3 separate regions of the Ovis aries genome follow, and regions 1 and 2 are each linked to region 3. Evidence: chromatin contacts called from public Hi-C data. All regions are on one chromosome and are shown on one strand. Each heading gives the region's core, a stretch centred on a gene start, on an enhancer-like site or on the middle of the called end of the contact. The rest is flanking DNA. Distances are from core to core; before and after follow the strand shown. Region 1 overlaps LOC132657264 (a long non-coding RNA gene). Region 2 holds the start of SPRY2 (sprouty RTK signaling antagonist 2). Region 3 has its middle 180 kb from the start of NDFIP2.

Region 1 (3,458 bases), core at 434-2,933, 600 kb before region 3:
TTTTAATTGTTTTTATTTATTTTTTCTATGCTTCCTTTTTTAAACCTGTATATGTATATTTTCCTTCCATTTTAAAAATAACCTAAGTAATAGCATTTCATTACACAAATTTAAACAATACCAGAGTCCCTCAGACAGTAAGGAGAGCAAACCAGACAATCCTAAAGGAAATCAACCCCAAACATCGTTGGAAGAATTGATGCTGAAGTTGAGCTCCCACACTTTGACCACCTGATGCAAAGAGCTGACTCTGGAAAAGACCCTGACGCTGGGAAAGATTGAGGGCAAGAGGAGAAGGGGGCAACAAAGAATGAACAGGTTGGATGGCATCATTGACTGAATGAACACGAGTTTGAGCAAACTCTGGAGATAGTGAAGGACGAGGAGACCTGGTATACCGCAGTTCATGGGGTCGCAGAGTCAGACACGACTTTGCAACTGAACAACAAGAATATACAACAGTAGAAAAGGAAAGTCCCCAGCAAGATCACTAATAAGACCAGAGTCTTTCATGCAAACACGGTTTAGGCTGCCTGCCTTCAAGCTCCTCCAACTCAGCTACTTGCTACCAGTGTGATGTTGGCATAGTCACTTCTATCTGTAAAAAGAAATAGATAAGAAAGGTAAAAATCCTTTCTCAAAATGTTATGAGCAATTCATGTTGATATTTGGCAGAAACAAATAAAATTCTGTAAAGCAATTATCCTTCAATTAAAAACTAAATTAAAAAAAATTTTTTTAATATGAGCAGTAAGTAAAATCATCCACATGAAACATATAGTAGGTTCCCAGCTACACTTAAAGCCCAATGAATACTAGCTTATTATCATCATCATCACCATCATTAGTATTAACATGTTTAATGGGCAACTACTTCAATGGTTTGATTTAATTTTCAAAGTTACTTCACTACTCCTAGTGACTTGAAGATCTCAGTTCACTTTCCCTTGACAGATTCTTAGACCTATTTCTGTAAAGTCACAGGAACCAAGTTCTGTGGATTATAACTAAAGCCCAAGATAAATAGAAGCAGACTATTAAGTCAATATCTGCTCTCTTTTCCTACTAACTCTTGGAATTTTCCTCTCACCAAGCATTCATTTCCTGCCCCTGAGAGTTCTATTCGCAAATAGATTTTCCTGGACAATTCTATCATAGATTAGAAAGGCTGTGTAAATACAGCATTCTCAGTTGGTATGCAATGGGAATCTACCTTCTCTGCTCCTCAAGTTCAACATCTTCTACCCTCAAGAATCCAACCCCATAAATGCATTCACTCTCTACATTCCACTGGGGTCTCCACAAACTGCTCAATACTCCCTTCTTATAATCCCTTATAACTATGTAAGGTACTATAACATCTTGAAAGAACCTATTGCTGACATTTCACCTTTGCTTCCTCATGCCTGACATGCCCTGACACTCCTCCAGTCTGCAGGTTGCAAACATGAGCTGTGTGTCACAATCTATCCTGGTGTATGTTTCTACAATCAGTTCTGCTAGAACGCTTATTTTGAAAACGTGAATTTGTTCCAACGTGACTGACAAATTAGAGAAGTCTGTAGCACAGCGCTAATTTTGTATTTGTGCCAATTTCATCTCTAGGCCAACACAGAAAACTGCACCTAGCTGAACTGAGCTTTGTGCAAGTCAACAAAAGGCACGCATGCGCACATTTCTTCCGAACAATGAACTCTACCTTTGCTGTTGACTTTACTGTTCCAACTCTCTCCTGGCTTCCCTGATATCTCAGCTGGTAAAGAATTCACCTGCAATGCGGGAGACCTGGGTTCCACCCCTGGGTTGAGAAGATCCCCTGGAGAAGGGAATGGCTACCCACTCCAATATTCTGGCCTGGAGAATTCCATGGACTGTATGGGGTCGTAAAGAGCCCAACAGGACTGAGCGACTTTCACTTTCACTTCCCAACTTTCTCCTTGTGCTCTTCCAACATTCCATCTGAGTTCAGGTAACCTCCCAATCACACGCCACAACCCCGCTGACTGGCAATCAGCCTCATGCCCTCCCTTCTCTTTCATTTTTCCCCTTCTTTCCTCTCAGCCTCTTTTGTGTTTTTCCTGTCTGTTCTCTGTTATTTTTCTCCTTCTCTTTCTCTCAGTCTTTTTCTGCTTTCCTAACAAGTTCTCATCCTCTGACACAGACAGTGGAGGCCAGAGGAACAAGGCAGGCATTGGAGGTGGGCAGTTGTAGAGCTCCACCCCTACAGACAAATGAGACATTTTCAGGGTCAAGCACCGTATTTATTGTAATACTGGCATATTTCTTAACCACTCGCCATGGACAGAACCATGCTACCATGTTTACTATGTTTCTTCACAGGTCACTGATGAAACTGTTGAAAGTCTACTCCAGTGCCAGCCCTGTGGCTTCTATGACATGATTTTGCACAGTAAGGCAAGTCTTAGGGACACATCTGTTGGCTGTAACAGAATTGACAGTATCTATCTCTCTCCGATCTATTGAGCTTTTATCAGAGTATCAAAGAAATGCATCATTATTCAAAAAAGGTTACGAACTATTGGTCTACAGGAGTTTCCATCAACAGAAATGGGAGCCATATATGTAAATTAATATTTTTCAGTGGTAAAAAGTAAAAGGAAACAGAAATTAATGAAAAGAAATTAATTTCAATAATGTTTATTTAACCACTGTTGTCATTTTAATGTATAATACAAAAATATGCAAATGAGCTAGTTCACCATCAATTTTTTTTTCCTCCATACTAAGTCACTGAAATCTAGCTTGTATTCAGGACATTTCAGCCACATGTGACTAATGGCTACTGTTAACAGAGAAGGTAGGTCTAAAGAAGTCTACCTCTCTGATCAGAAGAGAATGAAAAGCAAAGAAGATTCTGATAATATAAATAAAGCAAAAAAGTAGCTTTGGCTAAAAAGGACCTAAAATAAATCTACCAGCTCTTGTATGCATCCTAGCTTCGTTTAGATCAATGCCTTGGCTGTGTCAAATTTTATGTGGTCAGTCCAAGGGTGGAAAAAATGCACTTCCATTTAAGTACATATCTATTTGCTGGGGAACTCCTGGGGTATAAAAAGAGTTTTCTCTTTCCAGATTGCTTCTCCTAGACTATAAGGTTTATGAACACATGAGTACTCTTAGACTAAAAGTTCTTCCAACAGTAAAAACCATGGCTTTTAAAACCACCATGGTGGGATGATTTGGGAGAATGGCATTGAAACATGTATACTATCATGTAAGAAACGAATTGCCAGTCTATGTCTGATGCAGGATACAGGATGCTTGGGGCTGATGCACAGGGATGACCTAGAGAGATGTTATGGGGAGGGAGGTGGGAGGGGGGTTCATGTTTGGGAACGCATGTACACCCGTGGTGGATTCATATCAATGTATGGCAAAACCAATACAGTATTGCAAAGTAAAATAAAGTAAAAATAAAAATTAAATAAATAAATAAA
Region 2 (3,334 bases), core at 126-2,625, 580 kb before region 3:
CCGGGAACACGCCCGGGACATCCGCAGACAAGGGCTCGGGACAGGGCGGCGAGCGCCAGGGCGGTTGTGAACCGAGGTGGGGTGGAACCAGACCCGGGAAATCTAGCACCACGTTTTCCTAGCAGTTTCAAGAACTCTAACCCTAGGACCGCGAGGTCGCAGGTGCTCTTCGGGAGTTCTGACCGTACTTCCCTGTAAAGTAAACTCATTCTGTAAATCATTCAGAATCCAATATTAAGAGTGTGGGGCGGGGGTGTTAATTTCCCATTGGTGCTCCCACGTCCCTGCACGTTTCTTCGTAAACGATCGGCAGTTAGAGCAGCGCATATATATGCCTTTTCTATCTTTACATTTCTTTTTGTAAGTGGGAAAATAGATCACCTTCAAGATGGACAATAGAATCTTATTGGGGAATGTTCTGCGTGACAAGGAGAGTCGGAAATGAACGATGATTCTTCTAGTTGAGGAAATCTGCAGTGTTACAGCGAGCCCCCCTCCCATTTCAGAAGCCCGTGATGTGGCCCTTAGTAATCGTGTACGTGTGTAGGATTGATTTAACTAAATTTTTTTAAGGCCTAGACTGTAGCATTTCCATCACCAATTGCGTGAAACAAAACGGCAAGGAAGATCTTCAGAAAGCTTCCATCTGTAGCTCACTCCCTCTTTTAGAACAACATCTAATATTAAACCGAAAAGCTACAATTGACACCATGAAAAGCAAATCCCGGCCAGAGCAGAGGTACTTGAAACCCGAATCTGCATTCCGCCCCTCTCGTACGCCGCTCGGAGGTGGGGGTGGCGGTTTGTCCCGGTGCCTGGTGTATAATCGGGTTAATCCAGTAGACAAAGGATAAACCAATAGCCCTCCCACCTCACTTCCCGCTCCCCTTCCCCTCCCCCTGCTTCTCTCCCCGTCGCCCCCTCGAGGGGGAACAGAAAAGGGGAGAGCCTGTCTTGCAATGGATTCAGAAGAAAGTCTCAAAACCCGCAACTGGTTTTTAATGCTAACACAGCCTAGCCAGGATTAGTCTGAAACGTTCATTCCCTTCTCCTAGTGGCGGGGAGAAAGTTCCCTAAATCCGCCGAGCTCAAGGTTCGTCCTCCTAGCCTCTGGGGAAAACTTTAAGGTCAGTGTTTCCTTGAAACTAGATCAACTGACCCCGCCGTGCCCAGCCCGGCCCCGCGGGCACCGCGCGTGACGGCGGCCCGGGCGGCAGGACCGGCCCGGGTACGCGCGGGGCGGCGCGGTTGCCCTTTTGAATGCCTCCTGCGGCTCGGAGCGCTGGCGGGCGCTGGAGTGTGAGTGAATGTAGCCCCGCGGAGCCAATGAGCTGGGACCGGATGCGATATATCCTCTGGGACAACAACTGCTCTGTTCCGCCTCGGATCCACATGACGCCATTTACTGCTGCCGCGGCCGCCGCAGAGCTCCCTGCCTCCTCCGGAAAGGCGAGGGCGCAGGCCAACGGCGAGCCCCCCCCGGCCGGGCCCCAGACCCTCCTCCTCCTTCTCCTCCTCCTCTTTCGCACCCACCGCCCCCGCCTCGGCCTCGCCGCCGCGCCTCCACAACGCCCAGTCTGCACCGCCGAGAGCTGCGCGCAGCAGCGCGAGCGGAGGAGAGGGGCCGGCGGAGCGCGCAGCGCCCAGGCCCCCGCGCCCGCCCGGCCCGGCTCGGCCAGTCCCGCCGCCCCGCGCGCCCCCGCGCCGCCTCCGCTCGGACGCGGCCGCGGCCGCACGACTTGGCCATCTGGCTTTTAGGTCCTCGCGAAGGCCGTTTTCTTTTCTCATTCGCTCATCTGCCGGGAGAGGAGACTCGCCGTTGGCGCTTCGGCCTCCAGTTCATTGAGAAAAAAAGGGGAAAAAAAAAAAAGGAAATACTCCGCGTGCGCTTTTAGAAGGGGGGTCGCCTCCAGCCCCGAACTCCAGTGTTCTTCGGCTAGGACTTGGCTCCGGATTTTTTTTCCTCTCCTTTTCTCGTCCAGCCAATCGCTCAGAAGTTAGACTGAAGCAGAGTTTGGAAGGAAGGAGAGGCAAAAAGTTTGCATCAGGGCTGGATTTATTTGCACATCGCGGAAAGAAGAGAATCCAACGGAGAGGGGTTTGTGCAAAGCCGCGATCACGGTGAGGCGCGTTTGGCCGGCTCGTCCCCTCCTGGCGCCGCGGCCGGCGCGTTGTGGGCAACATGGAGTAGGTGCAGCGGGACCGGCAGTGGGTCCGTCTCTCCTCGGGCCTCCCTTTCTCTCACCCCGCAAGTTTTCCGTGGGGAGCCCTGGAGTTGCCCGCGGATCAGCCTCGCCCCGGCCTCGGCCTGCCTCGGCGGCAGGGGTTCGGGGTGGGGGAGATTGCAGCGCGCGCGGGGTGCCGTGTCCCCGGCCCCACGACCCAGCGCGCCCGCGCTGGGGGTCTCGGGGTGGCGGCCAGCTCACGGCGGCGCACTGGCTGCAAACTGGGCGCTGAGAGCGGGAGAGGGAGGCAAGCACTTTGTGTTTTCCAGGGCGCCGCTGAAGGCGCCCGCACTTCGAACCTGTTCTCTCCGGGGAAGGCAGGTCCCGGGAGAGGCAGTCCCGAAGCAGGGGCGCAGGGGTAGTGAAGGGTGCGGGTCGCTGCCTCGCGGGTGGAAAAAAAGAGGACAGGGTGGCGAGTGGAGGGCGCCCACGACTCAGCTCGGCGTGGACTGCGGCGAGCACGCAGAGGGTGGGAGCGTCGCCCTGCCTGGCGCCGCGTCTCTGCGGTTCGGAAGTGCAGCTTTCGCTCTTTTCCGTTCGCCGCGGTCGGCCTGGGTCACGCTTTTTTTTTTTTTTTTTTTTTGGACGATTGGGCTGACCCAGCACAGGAAGAAAGTCATCAAGCGGTCGCGATCGTTTTCCATTACCTGAAAATAGGTGGCAAAAGAGACTAGGTTTTGGGTTTTTTTTCCTTTACTTTGATGGACTAATCCACTTTTTTTGTGTGGTTGCTGCTGTTTTTTTAATTCGGAACCTTCTGCGTTTTTACAAAGCGGTTTCTGTGTCGGTTTGCCCCACCCTTGTGCTGAAGTCCTTTCTCCCTCATCCTTAGTCTGATCACACACAGTTCTTAATGGGGGGTTTCAAAGCGGGGGCGGGTGGGGTGACGACGGAACATGGGGAGAGGGTGGGGTGGTGCTGCGAAGGGGAAGAGGGATCAGCGGAAATCACTTAAGCAAACCTCCTTACCCCCACAAGATGCTACTTTGCACTGTAAGCATAGCGGCAAGTGTCCAGCTTAGGGACCTGGGTCTTGCATGTTCGGCGTAGGGCGCTGGAAATTGTTCTTAATTTTTAAAGCAATTTTTCTGTGACTTGAATACATACCT
Region 3 (3,420 bases), core at 747-3,246:
ATGCATAGTGAACAAACAGATAAAGATCCCTGCACTTGTGGAGTTTATATTCCAGGGGGTGGAAAGAGAAACACATTAAAAAAATAATAACTAACTTACAGAGTACATTAGATTTATACAGACAACTGCTATGCAGATAAAAGTAGAAGGGGATAAAGGGATCTGGGCTACAAGGGAGAGAAAGTTGTGATTTAAGACAGGCTCTCGAGGAGTGCAATGGACACTTTTCTCCTCGGTCTCCAGAAGACGTGAAGGAAGCCAGGCATTTCGCCGTGGATGGAGTGTTCTAGGTAAGCGCGAGCGAGGTACGATGAATGAAAGGTGAGCCGCAGGAGATGAGGTCAGAAAAGCAAAAGCCTTAGGTTTTTATGAGGACTTTGTCTTTGATTAAGAGTGAAATCGGGTCAAATAAACAAGATGTGGTGTGTGTGTGTGTGTGTGTGTGTGTGCGTCTGCAAACACAATGGACTACTGCTGCTGCTGCTGCTAAGTTGCTTCAGTCGTGTCCGACTCTGTGCGACCCCATAGACGGCAGCCCACCAGGCTACCCCGTCCCTGGGATTCTCCAGGCACGAATACTGGAGTGGGTTGCCATTTCCTTCTCCAAATGGACTACTACTTAGCCATTAAAAATATATATATATATACTATTTGCATCAACATGGATGGACCTAGAGATTATCATACTAAGTAAAGCCAGTTAGACAAAGACAAACATCATGTGATATCATTTATATGTAGAATCTAAAATATGATATAAATGAACTCATTTACGAAACAGAAACAGACTCATAGACCTAGAAAACATATTTTTGGTTACCAAAGCGGAAAGGGAGGGTAGGAGTTTGGTATTAGCAGACACAAACTATTATATGTAAAATAGATAAGCAACCAAGTCCCTATCCTATAGCACATATAGGGAACTATATTCAATATCTTATAATAAACCATAATGGAAAAGAAAATGAGAAATAATATATAAATATGTATAACCAAATCACTCTACACATGAAACTAACATGACATTGTAAGGCCACTATTATTTCAATAAAGAATAAACAGAAGAGTGAAATCAGCAGCCATTGCAGAATTTTGAACGAGTGACAGGAGTGGACAGTCAGAATTACTGGCTGCAATGTTGAGAAACAAGCTGTAGGGTGCGCTAGGGTAAGTGCAAGTGAACCATTTAAAGGCAATTACAGTAATCTAGGTAACAGATTACGGTGGCATGTCAATGGCAGAGCCAGTGGTTAGGGGAAAAATAATTCGACTTTGAGTATTTTCAAGATGTAAGAAAGAAAAGGTGCTTGTCTATTGGTCCAAAGGAGGGATGAGTGGTGAGCGATGGAGAGACCTTTAAGGTGGGAGCAGGCAAAAGGCAATCCAGATGAACCAAGGAGGGTCAGTGCCACCATGTGAGTGACCTCAATGGACACAAACTGTGCAGCAGAACTCCAGGGAGCTGTGGCAGAGAAACCGGACTCATGCAACCTTTGAGAATCTTAGTAAGTGTCTGTTTGCTGAAATCAATTGCATAATTTGGCAGGTCCGCTGTGATGCTTTTTGTCCTGAATTCTGTATCAAAACTATTGATTAGCTTCCCCAGTGACAAAAACCTCACCACCTCCTTGTGTTTACTGTGGCATTTCGCCTTTTCCACTTTCAGTCCAAAACTGTAAAAGTATAAAGAAAAATGAAAGGCCAGAACAAATCACAGACCAGAAATGGAAAACTTCATAATACACATCAGTCCCACGAAGAGTGCTCTGTGTCGCAGCTCAGCTTCCAGCTTCCATTCTGGGGCTTCTTTCTTTTCCTTTTAAAAGATTCAGAAGCATTATTGACTTAAGGTTGTGTAATATGTTGGGATCTCGCCTCAGATACATTTGGCAGGTATTTATGTTTGGGGAAGCCTTTTGACCTAATACCCACATTCTTAATACAGTGAGACTGTAAGCTCCATGAAGTAATGTGGACATGGGTATTAACACAAAGATCTCCTGAGGCCACGTCCTCCCCATGACACAATTTTCCACTGACTTGTCCTCCACCCAACCAGAGTGGTAGACTCAGGACCTGTGTCCCCAAGGCATGTGCTCATGTACTCAGCCACGTCCCATTCTTTGAGACCCCATGGACTGTTGCCCTCCAGGCTCCTCTGTCCATGGGATTTCCAAGACAAGAATATTGGAGTGGGGTTGCCATTTCCTTCTCCAGGAGATCTTCCTGACCCAGGGATCGAACACGCATCTCTTTCACCTCATGCATTATAAGGAGAATTCTTTACTACTGAGCCAGCTGAGAAGCCCATGTGTCTTAAAAACATCTACCATTTAATGACGTAGGAACAAATAAGAAGCTAGAGAAGAAGGGTAGATACTACATTTGCCTGACTCTGATTTTTCTCTTCCCCAAGAAATATTCCAAAAAGCCTTTTTGGGTATATGAACATCTTAAGAGTATCCTCAAATGTTTGATAAATTTTATTAAAATGAGATAAATTACATGTAAAGGGGGGAAAGTGATGGCTAAGCTGATTTATTTCCATTATCAGAATTTTTAACATTCTCCAAGTAGAAACTTGTTCTCCATTTTTTTTTCCTCCCTCCATATCCACTCAGTCATGCAGTCCTGGGTTAACATTTCTGTTAACAGTATCCCTGGAATTCTTTTTCTCCAGTGGGGTTACCATTTGCTCCTCCAGGGAATCTTCCCCACCCAGGGATTGAACCTGGGTCTCCTGCATTGCAGGTGGGTTCTTTACCACTGAGCCACCAGGGAAGCTCCCCCTGCTCTGAAACTTTCCGTAATACCCCAGTACCTACAAGATGATGCCCAAAAGCGATACAGAGCTGCCCCCTGGTGGCCACCTGGTGATTCATGGCACTGGATTCGAGACTCAACCTAGGCTTCAGAAAACAATAGTTTCTCATGGAAGATGGAACACCTTTTAAAGTTCTAGAGGTCAATGGCGGGAAATTAAGAAGGTAGACAGAAGCCTTCTCTTTCACCTCTGTGGAAAAGAGCACCCATGAGGAATAACCTTATGCTCCCAAGGACGTTAGTCTTCCCATGTGGCTCTTTTAGAAGCTTACCATGCCCCCTAGTCCCATTGCATTTGACTAGACTTATTTCTCAGTTTAGACTCAGTGACCAGGGGCTTGGGTTACTGAAACTGAGCAAAAAGTCATGAGCCTATTCTACATTTTATTCCAACTGTACTAAAAATTAGAGCAGATTATCTTGAAATTCCATTGTCTGTGTTTGTAAATGGTAGATACCAGTTGTAGATGGGGACAGTTTTCACTGAATTCAAGAAAAATTTTCTGCATCAAGAATTCCTTGTTCTCCTGTTGGAGCAAGAATCAAAGCTATGGTTTTTCCAGTGGTCATGTATGGATATGAGAGTTGAACCATAAA

What was found. A called contact is a pair of places that touch in the nucleus more often than the background predicts.
Region 1: a contact with region 3 is called in a Hi-C map of liver, with 4 times the contacts expected there. The contact joins two enhancer-like sites. A contact is called at or near these places in 7 of 16 Hi-C or Micro-C datasets (hypothalamus, liver, mixed tissues and 3 more).
Region 2: a Hi-C map of liver shows a contact between it and region 3, with 4 times the contacts expected there. The contact joins the promoter of SPRY2 here to the enhancer-like site in region 3. A contact is called at or near these places in 3 of 16 Hi-C or Micro-C datasets (liver, skin fibroblasts and tail adipose tissue).

Annotation. Positions count from the first base shown.
Region 1 is chr10:55,970,761-55,974,218 of ARS-UI_Ramb_v3.0, reverse strand. The region is part of intron 1 of LOC132657264 (a long non-coding RNA gene); the gene reads right to left. Among named protein-coding and RNA genes, the nearest start is that of SPRY2, 26 kb to the right of the region's middle. Within about 2 kb of position 1,683, at least 2 of the 54 cell types and tissues checked have an H3K27ac peak or open chromatin away from gene starts, as enhancers often do. A contact at or near this core is called in liver, where this site is marked.
Region 2 is chr10:55,944,284-55,947,617 of ARS-UI_Ramb_v3.0, reverse strand. SPRY2 (sprouty RTK signaling antagonist 2) reads left to right here and starts at 1,375. Exons shown (of 2, transcript XM_027973702.3): 1 at 1,375-2,121.
Region 3 is chr10:55,368,412-55,371,831 of ARS-UI_Ramb_v3.0, reverse strand. No RefSeq gene overlaps it. Among named protein-coding and RNA genes, the nearest start is that of NDFIP2, 180 kb to the right of the region's middle. Within about 2 kb of position 1,996, at least 3 of the 54 cell types and tissues checked have an H3K27ac peak or open chromatin away from gene starts, as enhancers often do. A contact at or near this core is called in liver, where this site is marked.